Linked DNA regions of Mus musculus: region 2 is linked to region 1. A link is a contact called in public Hi-C data. All regions are on one chromosome and are shown on one strand. The core of a region is the stretch at or near the end of the contact, and the rest is flanking DNA. Distances in the headings are between cores, read along the strand shown.

Region 1 (5,771 bases), core at 2,378-4,877:
TCTGTCCCTTGATAGCAGGGGCTATGATAGAGAGGTCCCACGTACAGCTGATCACTCCACAATCTCTGCATGTTGACCTGTTGTGTATCTCGGTGTGAACCACCATCGACTATAGAAGGAAGCTTCTTTGCTGAGAGTTCAGTGGTACACTAATCGATGGGTATAGTGATAAGTCCTTAGGGGTCATTTTAATGCTATGTCTATTTAGCAGAATAATAGTAATAGGTTGTCCCCTAGGGCCTATGACCCCTCTAATTACAAGTCTTGGTCTGATAATAGTAAGGCAAGAGAAGGCTTTCCTCTTGTGGAGCAGACCATACAGTCAATCAGAAATTGGTTGGTTATGTCCATGACACCTGTACCACCATTGCACATATGCTGAGGGCATATTTTACCAGGCCAGTTATTATTGTGGCTTGCAGAATTCACAGCTGGGTATGATTGATAATTATTTTCCCCTCTCTGGTAGAGTGAATGAACAATGCAGTATGAAAGCCAAGCAAAAGAGATGAAGTTTCCAGGCCAGGGACAGCTTGATATCTCTGTGTTCTGTAACTCGGGTGTGTCATGTCTTCAGCAATAGGGTCCAAGTTCTGGAGGGTCACCAAGGAAATAGCCTATTATGTTCAGGGATCTATGGAACCCCACTAACCAACAACCACAAAAATCAATAACCCATTCCTAGAACTGAGCTTTTAATTTGCTAACCTGTTATGTCTATTATGGGCACTGTCATCCTATTGTAGGGTAATAACATTAAGCTTTTTGTATATGTATATGTAGATATATGTATTTTAGGAAATTTCTATACCAGTTTTATACAACTTTTTCAAAAGGTCTTTAGTGTTAGCTACCCCTCCCCATTTCTCCTCTTCTACCTTCCTCTCCCACTGACCAAATATCTCTATGCATTTATGTATCTATCTATGCATCTAACACACACACACACACACACACACACACACACACACACACACACACATATATATATGTATATATGTATGTATGTATATGTATATACACATATACACATATTTGAGACATGGTCTTACCACATAACTCTACCTGGCCAGGATCTCAATAGGTAGATGAGGTTAGCCTGGAACTTATAAATATCCACCCGCCTCTGCCTCCTGAGTGCTGGGTTTAAAGGCATTCACCACCATGTCCAGTTCTCTTCTTTGAGGCAAGACCTCTCCCTGAACCTGTAGCCCTGTTCTTAAAGGCTCCGGCCCTTTGTATGCCTCACCTGCATCCAACACCAGCTGCCCCAACTGGTCTCCATTGCGGTCCTGGGATCCACCCTCCCTGTCACTTAAAGGCTGTGCTTTGGGACTGTCATCTTACAGTCATTTAGAGCACTGGCTTTATCCACCCCTGTGATGTATTTCCGAGCCCCTGAGTGGAGGTCTATATTCTACCTTGCCCTCTTCCCTTTTTTTCTCCAGGATCCAGAGATTCCAAGCCGTCCCGCACATGCCTCCATCTCTACAGTCAGCCTTGAATCCTCAGGACTATCATCCCATGACTTAGGGACTCAGCCACAGCACTCAACACTGAAGTGATGGTCTTCAACTCTGCTCATTCACAGCAACCGACACCATTCACCAAGTGCGCCATTAAAACCAAGCAAGACTTTATAAACTTGGGCTTAATGTTAAGTCCATAAGAAAATCTCTGTAATTTCCTGCTGAGCAATGGGGTTGCTGTCTGGTTCCTACAAGCCATAATTTTAAGGGGAGAGAAATGTTCCCCACCACACGAATGATGGGAAGTCAGTAGTTACGGTTCTGGGCAGCTGTTAACACTGAGACACGGCATGGTGCAGACTCCCACCTACCTCAGCTAAATGGTATCTTTATGAGATCAGTGAGTTTTGGCCTCAGTGAAGGGTGGCAAAGATAAACGAATAAACAAATAAATAAACTTTCAAAGTCTAAGCATAATTGGCAAGCTGACCTTTGGAAAAATATTTTCTCACCCAGTTCCCAAGCTGAGGGAAAATGTGTACTTGGTGCAAAGAGGAGCACCCACTGAAGAATACCTGGGAGCACCTCGGGCAGGAAGATTACTTGCTGGGCTCTCAGGGAGTCCTAGAATTACAGGAAGGGCTGAAGATACACAGACCCTGAGATAGGAAGACCAGAGTAGTGCAGACATTCTGGGTCTCCTACTGGCAAAGGGCACTCAAGCAGACATAAGGGGCCAGGCCTGGCCTTGCAGAGCATACACTCTGAGAAATAGCCTCAAGAGACTGTATACCCCAGGCCATCTCTGCTTTCCACGAGGAACCCAAAAGGCCACTCTGAATGCCATTAGAGGCCAGAGGACTCAGCTGATAAACTTCTTGCTGCATCGGCGTGATAACCTGAGTTCATAGCGACCTTAAACATCCACAGAAACGGCGGCTACGGCAGTGTGAGTCTGTAACTCCAAAGCTGGCCAGGACTGGAGGATCCAGAGGGCTTGCTGAACACGCAGTGCAGCTGAGACGGTAAGCTTCAGGCTCAGCAAGAGACAGACCCTGTCCTAAAGCATCTTAAGGTGGAGGGTCTGTGAGATGGCTCAGCAGGCAAAGGTTGCCACCAAGCCTGATGACTTGAGTTTAGTCTCAGGGTCCTACAGGACCAAAGACTCCTACAAACGATACAGGAGATGAATCTGCTGTCTGTTGGGGTCCTGGCTCCCCTGGGGACTTGTCTCTCCAACCTTTCCAGGACCTTCAGTCTGTATGCTATAATGGGGCACAGCAGTGGCACCTTTGCGACTCTGGCTTTTGTGGTGCCTGGAACAAGAGAGAAGCGGCTGTATAGCAGGTTCCCGACTCTTTCTGCTCCCTCTTGGATCTCTGCCTCAGGCTTTCAAACTCTGAGAACCTGCCTGGTTGGCTGAGCTATTAATGAAGCAGCCTGGGGGCTGGGGGTTGGGGATTGGGGGTTGGAGGAACGGTGGTTGCCCACCTCATGATGAAAGTACTGTCATCACTTTGCATTCAGATGGGGAAACTGAGGCACACTAAGTCAAGTCAGATGCACGGGGTGTTCCTTCCAAGCTTAGGAAACTAAGGAGAGGGGCCCTTTGGTGGGTTTCTCACCTCGGTCCTTCTTAGAAAAGGAACAGTTACTAATTACAACTCACTAATTACTGCTCAGGCAATTTCCATAATCGTCTCAAAGGGGAGAAAAAAAAACCGTGATGAGCTAAGTCGTGAGCGAAAACAGCCCCAGAAAGCCAAGCCAACGGAGCATGTGACCACCCTCGGGAGCCCTGGAATGTCTGCATCAGCCTACCCCCTCCCCAGCCCACAGAAAGGGAAACTGAGGCCCACCAGGCTGGGTGTTAGACCTCACACACACACAGAAGGCCGGTGTGCGACCCAGAAGGCCGCGCTCCCCGTGAAGACCTTGGTACCCTCGAATCCATCAGGCCTTTCGCCCTGGAGAACCCTCCGGAGGCAGCGCACGCTTCCTTGAAGCTAATTGCCTTAGTTTGAGGTAATATTCGTCACAGAAACACCAGCAGTAACCTTTGGTCTTGGCAAATTCTCCCCTCAATCACATAACGTAAACAGCGATAAAGAGGGCTTTTTAAGGCTTTCTTCATAATACGTTACACATGCATTTGTTACCGAATCTGGGCTCTCCAAGCCCTGAAACCTGAGCTCAGTGGGGCGGTGAGCCGGCTGGGCCCCCGTGCTGGGGTCAGGGTCCCCCCAACCCGGACCACGCTGCCCCTCCCCCTCACGGGCCTGCTCTCTCTTTTCTCCCCCCCCCCTCCTTGCCCTGGCTCCTTTGTTTCTCTCTCTCTCTCTCTCTCTCTCTCTCTCTCTCTCTCTCTCTCTTTTACTCTCTGGACCTGTTTTTCTTCTCCTTTGTTACAGTTTCTGTCTCTGAGGTTGCTCTCCTGGTCCATTCCGACTGCCTCTCTGCCTCCCTACATACCACCCTTCAGTTCTCAGACACAGGCCAAGTAGGTACCCAATCCTGACTCTTTCCTTCTGCCCCAAGCTAGTTGGTATTTACTCTGCCCAGCCTGGAGTAAAACACTGGAGAATGAGCAAAGGCAGATACGGGGAAGAGAGGAAGTACCAGGTTCAGGAGGGATGGGAGAAATCATGGTGGGCTGCATAGCAGCAGTGTCTTAGGAGCAATGTTGGAGAAGAGCAATAGGAACTGGCCACATGAGAATGTGAGGCAAGGGTATGGATTCCAGGCTCGGCAGAGAGTCCATGCGAGAGCAGGATCAGGTAGCTGGGAAGAGTTGTTGGCCTGTGTGGGCAGACTCTCCAGGGCCTGGTGCTGGCGCTAGAAGCAAGACCTGGTACAGACACTTGCTGTGGGGGCAGATTTGTTAGTGGCTGTAGATGGAAGGGACTGACAAGTGGCTAGTCAAGCATCACCCCAGGGCCTGCAAAGCAGGTCCTTGTCCTGTCCACAAGGTTGCTTGTGAGCCTCTTGGGAATAACTTTCAAAGCCAGCCCAACTGTCCCGTGACTTGTGGGTGTGGCCTCGAGGCTTGAAGCTGGATGACCAGGAATGTTGACGGATGCTATGCAGTACCCTCCCTGGCAGGTAGGGGTCTCACTTCCTAAAGATACCTGGTGACTGGGGAAACTGAGGCAGCAAGGTTCAGTATGCAGGGCCAGGGACATACCTGCCCTCCTGGGCCCAGACAGGCCTGGTTCCAGAGAGACTCAGGAAAGTGACCGACTGAGTCCTGTCAGTAGCTCCTTGGGTATGAGTGATACTCAGACACACCATGGAGTGAACGGTATGAGCTGCTGAGCCAGTGGGAGACAGGGAGAGGCAGAGGGAGATGCTGTGGGAGATGGAGGTTGAGGCAGGGATTCGGGAGCATCTTCTGTATACTGTATACTCCAGATGAGCCACACAAGGCATAGACGGGGTGGATCGCAGAAGGCCCAGCTCACACAGGGCATAGAAGGGGTAGCTCGGGGAAGGCCTAGCTACCTGCAAAGCTTGCTTCCGGAGAACCAGCAGATCCTGCTGCCAACGTCCACCCTACTCCCAGGTCACAGAAAGATCCAATCCTTCCCCCTTCTTGCCCTTATCCAAGATAGTTTTCTGTCTCTCTGTCCAGTAATAAAAGCAACCTACCCTTCAGGAACAGAGCCTCAGTTTCACTCCAGGTCTTACCAGAGACTCTCCCTGGTCTCTCTCTCTTTGCAGAACTGTCCAGTGTCACCTTTCTGGGGTGTCCTATCCCATGACCCTGATGTTTCTAGTCATCTCCCACTCTTTTCCTGCACCTGAGTGGGCTCCCGACCTGGGCGTTGCCTGCCCAGCACTATCTCTGGGATACTGTGGGTGGGGGTGAGAGCCCCTGATTCCCAGGTAACCCCGTCATTCCTCAGACCCTTCTGGGACCTTCACACATGGAGGGTTGAGTGGTGGATTGTTAGGTTATGAGCAGGGATGACATACAGAAGCCAGCCTCTGTGGTAAGGCTAGCCACACTCAAGGACGAATACCCACAGGCTAATGGCTAGGTCAAGGCTACAGACCTCCGAATTTCTCCCATCTCGCTGGAATTTGAAGAGCAGGTCTCTCCTGCAGACTCTCTCCTGTACACTGGCCACACCTGGGACCCTCCCTTTACTGAGCCCGTGTGGCCTGGTACTGTTCTAATATTGAGAAAATTGAAAATTGAAGCAATTTATTGTAAAAGGCCATTTCCCTTCAGCAGTCACTTTGGTGAGACCAAGACAAAGCTGAAAGTGATTTGCTGGGGGGCCAGGCCCAGAAAGGGGC
Region 2 (5,936 bases), core at 2,149-4,648, 66 kb before region 1:
CACTCTTATGTGAATTTTAGAAAAAAAGAAAGGAAGAAAAAGTCTCCAGTTTTTAGACTCGTCAAAGTGTCCTTAGACTTAACACCGGAACAACCCACCAGAGGGAAATCGATGAGAATGAAATGTCTTTGCTCAGCCAGGAAAGATACTGTTAAAAGGATGCAGGACCAAGGAACAGCTCACAGATGCAGAGCTATGGAGATCTAGAACATGGACAGGTCTTTTCAAAATAAGCCGTAAAAGCAAGCTGTCCTGTTGGGACACCGGCTCAGGGCATGCATGGACTTTTTTTGTAGATGGAAGCCAACATCTCTAAGGGCTGGTGCCCACCTACCACCGGGCTACACACCCATCCCTGGAGGCATCTTCCTGCAGATGTTAAACAGTTGGTACATGCTTATGGAGTAAGCAACCTGGCACTGCCAGCCATCAGGGAGATACCTTGTGTATCTCTCCACACCTGGCCAGCCAGAAAAGTAGGGTGCACTGAAGGCTGTAAGGAACTGGGAACTGTGCCACTCAGGGACTTTCTGCTGGGCAGTTGGGATGGGAAATGGTGTGGACACTCCAGGAAGCACCCTCAGTTCTTTAAAGCAGAATTATGGAGTTGTGCTCGCTGTGCAAGCAGGGGATCCTGAGTTTGAATCCCTAGCACTCATGTAAACAGTCAAGCATGCCTGTAACTGCAGCATTGGGAGGTAGAGACAGAACAATCCTGAGGGCTCACTGGCCAGCCAGCCAGTGAGAAGATCAGTCTCAAGGAGAGTGACATCCTGCTTTGCCTTCTGCATGTGCACACTTGAAGACATACACACATGTATCACACACACACATACACACACATAAATACATACCACACACACCGAACACACACACACCATACACACACACACACACAGGCCACACCACACACACAGAGAAATACACACATATTCACTCACACACAAACATACCACATATATACACATATATATACATACATACCACATGCACACACATACACCCATACCACAGACACATATAAATACACACATATCACATACATGCACATGTATACATACCACACACATACATATAAATACACAGACACACACACACACACACACAGACACCCAGACACAGAGAGAGAGAACTCTTGTACATCCTACTTCTGGGCTAGGTTCTCAGCTCTTACACGTTTATTTGGAGACAGGTCTGACTAAGTCGATCAGGCTGGCCTTTCCTTTGTTCTGCAGCTCAGGTAGGTTTTGAACACGCAATTCTCCTGCCTCAGCTTTCTGAGTAGTTGGGATTGTAGGTCTGCACTACCAGGTCAAGCTAGGAGTTAGTACTGATTGATGTTCGAGAAATATATGTGACTCAGGGGATCTATTTTGAGCCATAAAAGCCAGTTTCAACAGGATATGTCTGGCATGATTCTTTTTCTAGAACACTCATTAAATAACGTAATTACAGAGATGGAGGCAGATTAGAGGTTGTTGGGGGTCAGGGATGGAGTTAGGTGAGGGACTGAAGGGACAGACTTTATAAGACAGTGTGGATGAGAGAGCTGATTCTAGGGGAAGTCGCTTCATGCAAGATAAAAAATACAGAGCCCCAGCATGTGTGTACATGCAAACATGGACGGATGCTCATGTTTAACGTTGACTAAGATGTCCTCATTTTAATACCCTGTTCTTGTTCTATGATTCCCTCCCCAGTGGGGGTCAAAGGTATTCATAAGATTTCCTCTGTACACACTTTCTGAAAATTATTTACAATCAGTATTCAAATAAAAAATGTAGAAAAAACTACATTGCAGCAAAAAAAAATCTTACTAGGATGTATAAAATCAAAATTGACAACAAACTCATACAGATTAACAGTAAGATGAACAACACAGCAACACTGCAGGAAAGAGGCTTTAATAAAATATGCAAATAAAAATTAGCATATGGAAAAGTTCTTTACCGCCATCCCTCAGGGATATGCAAATGACCGCTCTGCTAAGCTTCCATCCATTAGGCTCGCATTAGAGTGATCAACCCAGAAATTACTCTTGGGCAGTTCAGGTGGGGGAGGAAGCAGGCCCACTGCGTGAGACATTGTGCTGGTTAAATTAAACACATGGAAGGGCCATCCAAGCTCGGGGGAGGGGCGGGACGTCTTTCCCAGAGAAGTGAGAAACTATAGCCCAGAGTTTATGACTTAGGTGGAGAAACCCAAACACCTAAGTAGGGTAGATGTGGGCGAGAAAACCCATCTGTCTGTATGCGATGGGTCTGCTGTGTTAGGAAAGGCTGAGCAGATAATGGCTTCCTTCAAAGAAGCCAGAAAGGACAGCTGTGTGGGTTTGAGGCTGGGGCCAGGTAACACTGGCCCTGAGCAACATGGGAGGGAGAGGTGAGCCCTGTAGTACAGGCTTCAGGAAGTTCTTGAAAGAGCTCCCCACCATCACAGAGGTGGTGGCCAAAACCAAGTCTTCAGAGTCAATTCCACAGCACCTAGTTCACACCTCAATTGTGTTTTGGCAACACTAGGGATGGAGCCCAGGACTTAGCCTGTGCATAGAAAAGCATTCTACCCTTGAACTATGGTTCACTTAGCACAAGGAAGTTGATTTTTTTTTTAACACTTCTGCCCATGTCCCTGCCTCCTTTCTGAGCTCAAGCCCATTTTGAAAGTCATGTCCAACAGGGAAAGACCATGGTCTGTGCCAGCCAAAAGCTGGCACGAAAGCCTTGTGCCTCTTCTCTCCCATGGGCAGACTGTATACAACTATCTACTCCCTGTCCCCCACACCAGCATCTTCCAGAGGCTTGATCGTCAAGTCCTCCCTTCCACCTTGGTCAGCTGGGCCCTTTCCCTCCCTGATTTTGTGTGGCAAGATTGCATCCTCCAAGAAGCCTTTCCAGGTTCTCCAGGCTGAGCCCTTGGTGTCACAGGGTTGACCTGTTGTTTGGTTGTTAGATTTTCCTAGAAAGCCATGTTCTGTTCCCGACTCCATTGGGGTTTCCTCTGAGGCAGGAACCTCTATCTCCTGGGGCTTTCATTCGCTGGTGCTGGGCAGGAGGTCTGCATCCAATCTCAGAGGCCTACCTGTGTTTGGAAATCCAAGCCCGAGAGGTGGGGTGGGCCCTGCAGTTGGGGAGGGTTCTGAGCTGATTCGTTAAAAGGTTTTATGAAAGCACGCTAAATAGACCGTGCAATTGCGAGAATAAGTTCTTCTCTGGTGGAAATTACTCAGCCATTTGGTTCTTATTTTGGCGAACGTGGTTCGGCCCTTTTGAACGCACTTGATACGCCTCGGCTGCCAGAGCAACAGGAAGATATGCTTTGAATTCCCTGTAAACCCCGTGTAAACACCAGGCTTACGGGTAATTGCAACAGAACCCGGCTCCACCCCGCAGCCTCTGCATGCCACCCCTCCCGACTACTGCCTAGGCCTGCAGCCCGCGGCTCCGCCCCTGGGCTTCAAGGTCTAACACATGCCCAGACAGAGGCTGGGCTCCCAGAAGGGCTTCCTCCTGGCAACAGGGAGCTGGTAGCTTCTTAGCCGGCCGGCCTTGGTGCGCTTCATAGTCACTACATCTCTGGATTCCTGCCCTGGCTTTAGCAGAGAGGCTGTGGCCTCTGGACCGCTCTGCCCTGCCCACTTCCCCCAAGCCTGTGTGTTCTGGCGCCCTGAGCTCACAGGACATCACCAGCTCTGACTTTTGGTGGACGTGGAAGCCTTACAGTGGTCTGGCTTTCAGGGTTGTGGCTCACATCGAATCTGGAGGGGGCCTTCTTGCTTTCTAACCTTCCTGCCTCTTGTCAGGCTCAACTGGAGCATCCCTCAAAGGCCAAGCTGGAGCGCAGCATAGATCTGGGGCTGAGCAGCACTGGCCCCAGCAGCAGTGTGAGAGAGGACTGTAGTTTGGGTCCCAGGCAGCCGCTTAAGTGCTGGGTGGATGTAGCAGCCCACCTGCAAGCCCAGCACTCAGGAGGAAGAGACGGGAGAGCTCAGAAGCGACTAGGCTAAGTTCGCCAAATTCTCAAGCTCTGGGTTCAAGTGAGAGACCCTGCCTTAATATGTAAGGTGGGGGGCAATTGAGTAAGGTATCCAATGACAACCTCTGGACTCCACATACCTACACACACACACACACACACACACACACACACACACACACACACAGAAGAACCCACACATGATCATGCCTCCACACACATGAACCCACACATGATCATGCCTCCACACACATGAGTATACACATGATCATGCACACCCCACACACAAAGAGTGACTGAGAGAGATAAAGAAGAGATGATTATTTGAGAACTCCCTCCTTTCTGATGGGATTGATGCTCTTCTTACGGACTCAGCTCACTGACTTGTCTGTCTCCTGACATTTGAGACTCCAGTGTTTCCACCTCTGGAGGATGAAGCCTTGGGAGCAGAGACCAACCCTTGCAGGCTCAGGTGTTGCTGGTGCCTTCATCCTTACCTCCCAGCCTCCAGAACCATGAGAAACCAATCTCTGATCTTAATAACTGGTCCAGCCTCTGGCATTTTGTTTAGCAACCTTAGTGAGCTAAGCCCCAGATCTTGCCAATGGGCGTGTGGGGCTCCTCCCATTCTGCACTCCGTTTCTTCAAGTCCCTTGGGGACCATGGTCACCTCAGAATCTATTTCTCCCCATGTCTTTGTGGCAAGTCAATGAATCAACCCAGAAAGGGGCTCTGCATACTGTAGTTAGGAACTTCCTTGGACAATGAAAACAGCTGGATCATCTAGAGGCTTCTTTGCTCACACATCTGGCTGGGGTGGGATGACTCCGTATGACTTGGGCTCTGTGGTAGCATGGGTGACCTTCTTTAGGTCGAGGTTCTTATGAGGAAGTTCCAGGCTCTGTGGGAGAACTTCCAGAGAGCCTAGACAAGGTTAGTAGTGTTGCAGCCAGAAAGGCTGTCCTGGAATCACTACCCCAAATTCTTGTTGATCAGACTTCACAAACCCGGACATATTCCAGCGGAGGCATGTGGACCCCACTTCCCTACTTCTTGATGGAAGACATGTCAAAAGTTGCAGCCAAATGTCCTTCTCACCAACACAAATAACAAGAATACTGTGACCTTTCCCAGGGTCTGGCCTGGGCTTCATCCTGGCCTGTGCCTTGAACCCTGCTTGTGTATGAATTGGACGCTGCTATCCTGAGGTTCTTTTGAGGAAGCAGGCATATAGCGCGGGTAGTATTTGGCCCCCGTGACTCCTGGAGGTCCAGAAGACCTTATCCTTTGACAACAACTGCACATTACATTCACATGACTTCATTCTTCCACGACTGCTCACTGTGTACCCATCCTGGTGGCCAGGCTGCATAAGGCTTCTGTTTCCTGGAGCTCATGGGAGACTTGAGAGAAAGCAACTGGGACACACCAGTTCCAGGGAGGCAGCATGGGAGCTGCATGGAGAAGGGAGCTTCAGAAAGGACTCGCTAGTTATCTGACACCAGGTGGGGAGCAGGCTCAGACTTGCAGATGGACCTTTCAGCAGACAGAAGTGACTAGAGAACATGAAAAGGTCCTGGGGTACAAAGGTCCTAGGGTGCCACTAAGCTGGAAGGATCTGTGAGCCAAACCAATGAAGTCAAGAGAGGTGTGAGTAGCCATGTTGCCTGGGGCCATCTTGCAGGTTCTTTGGGTCCTGGGAGAAATGAGAGGGTTGATGGGGACACTCACTTGAGGCCTCTTAAAAGGTAGCCTGTGCCCTTTCTTTCTACCCCAGGCTGCAGGCTGAGATCTACCAGGAGCCCTGGCCTCCACAGGGATATTTGTTCAGGCCAGTCAGTGCCAAGGCCTGCCTCAGATCCCTGCCCCCACCCCCTCGTCCCACCTCTGCCTGGGTGCTGGTGGCTGTCAGGCAAGGCAGGCGGCAGATCAAACGCCCCCGCCCCCCCAGGGCCTGGCCTTGC

Evidence for each region. Hi-C and Micro-C count contacts between places; a contact is called where the count stands out from the background.
Region 2: a contact with region 1 is called in a Hi-C map of cranial neural crest, with 8 times the contacts expected there. The contact joins two enhancer-like sites. A contact is called at or near these places in 17 of 484 Hi-C or Micro-C datasets (CD8 T cells, the MC3T3-E1 cell line, MC3T3-E1-derived osteoblasts and 12 more), 2 of 115 datasets of contacts at active chromatin or transcription factors (craniofacial prominence and embryonic stem cells) and 1 of 9 other capture datasets (embryonic trunk).

Annotation. Positions count from the first base shown.
Region 1 is chr13:48,715,062-48,720,832 of GRCm38.p6, reverse strand. The region is part of intron 1 of Gm36784 (a long non-coding RNA gene); the gene reads right to left. Among named protein-coding and RNA genes, the nearest start is that of Gm36784, 9.8 kb to the right of the region's middle. Within about 2 kb of position 3,627, at least 14 of the 459 cell types and tissues checked have an H3K27ac peak or open chromatin away from gene starts, as enhancers often do. A contact at or near this core is called in craniofacial prominence, where this site is marked.
Region 2 is chr13:48,780,448-48,786,383 of GRCm38.p6, reverse strand. No RefSeq gene overlaps it. Among named protein-coding and RNA genes, the nearest start is that of Gm36784, 75 kb to the right of the region's middle. RefSeq lists an enhancer at 5,082-5,936. Within about 2 kb of position 3,398, at least 90 of the 459 cell types and tissues checked have an H3K27ac peak or open chromatin away from gene starts, as enhancers often do. A contact at or near this core is called in craniofacial prominence, where this site is marked.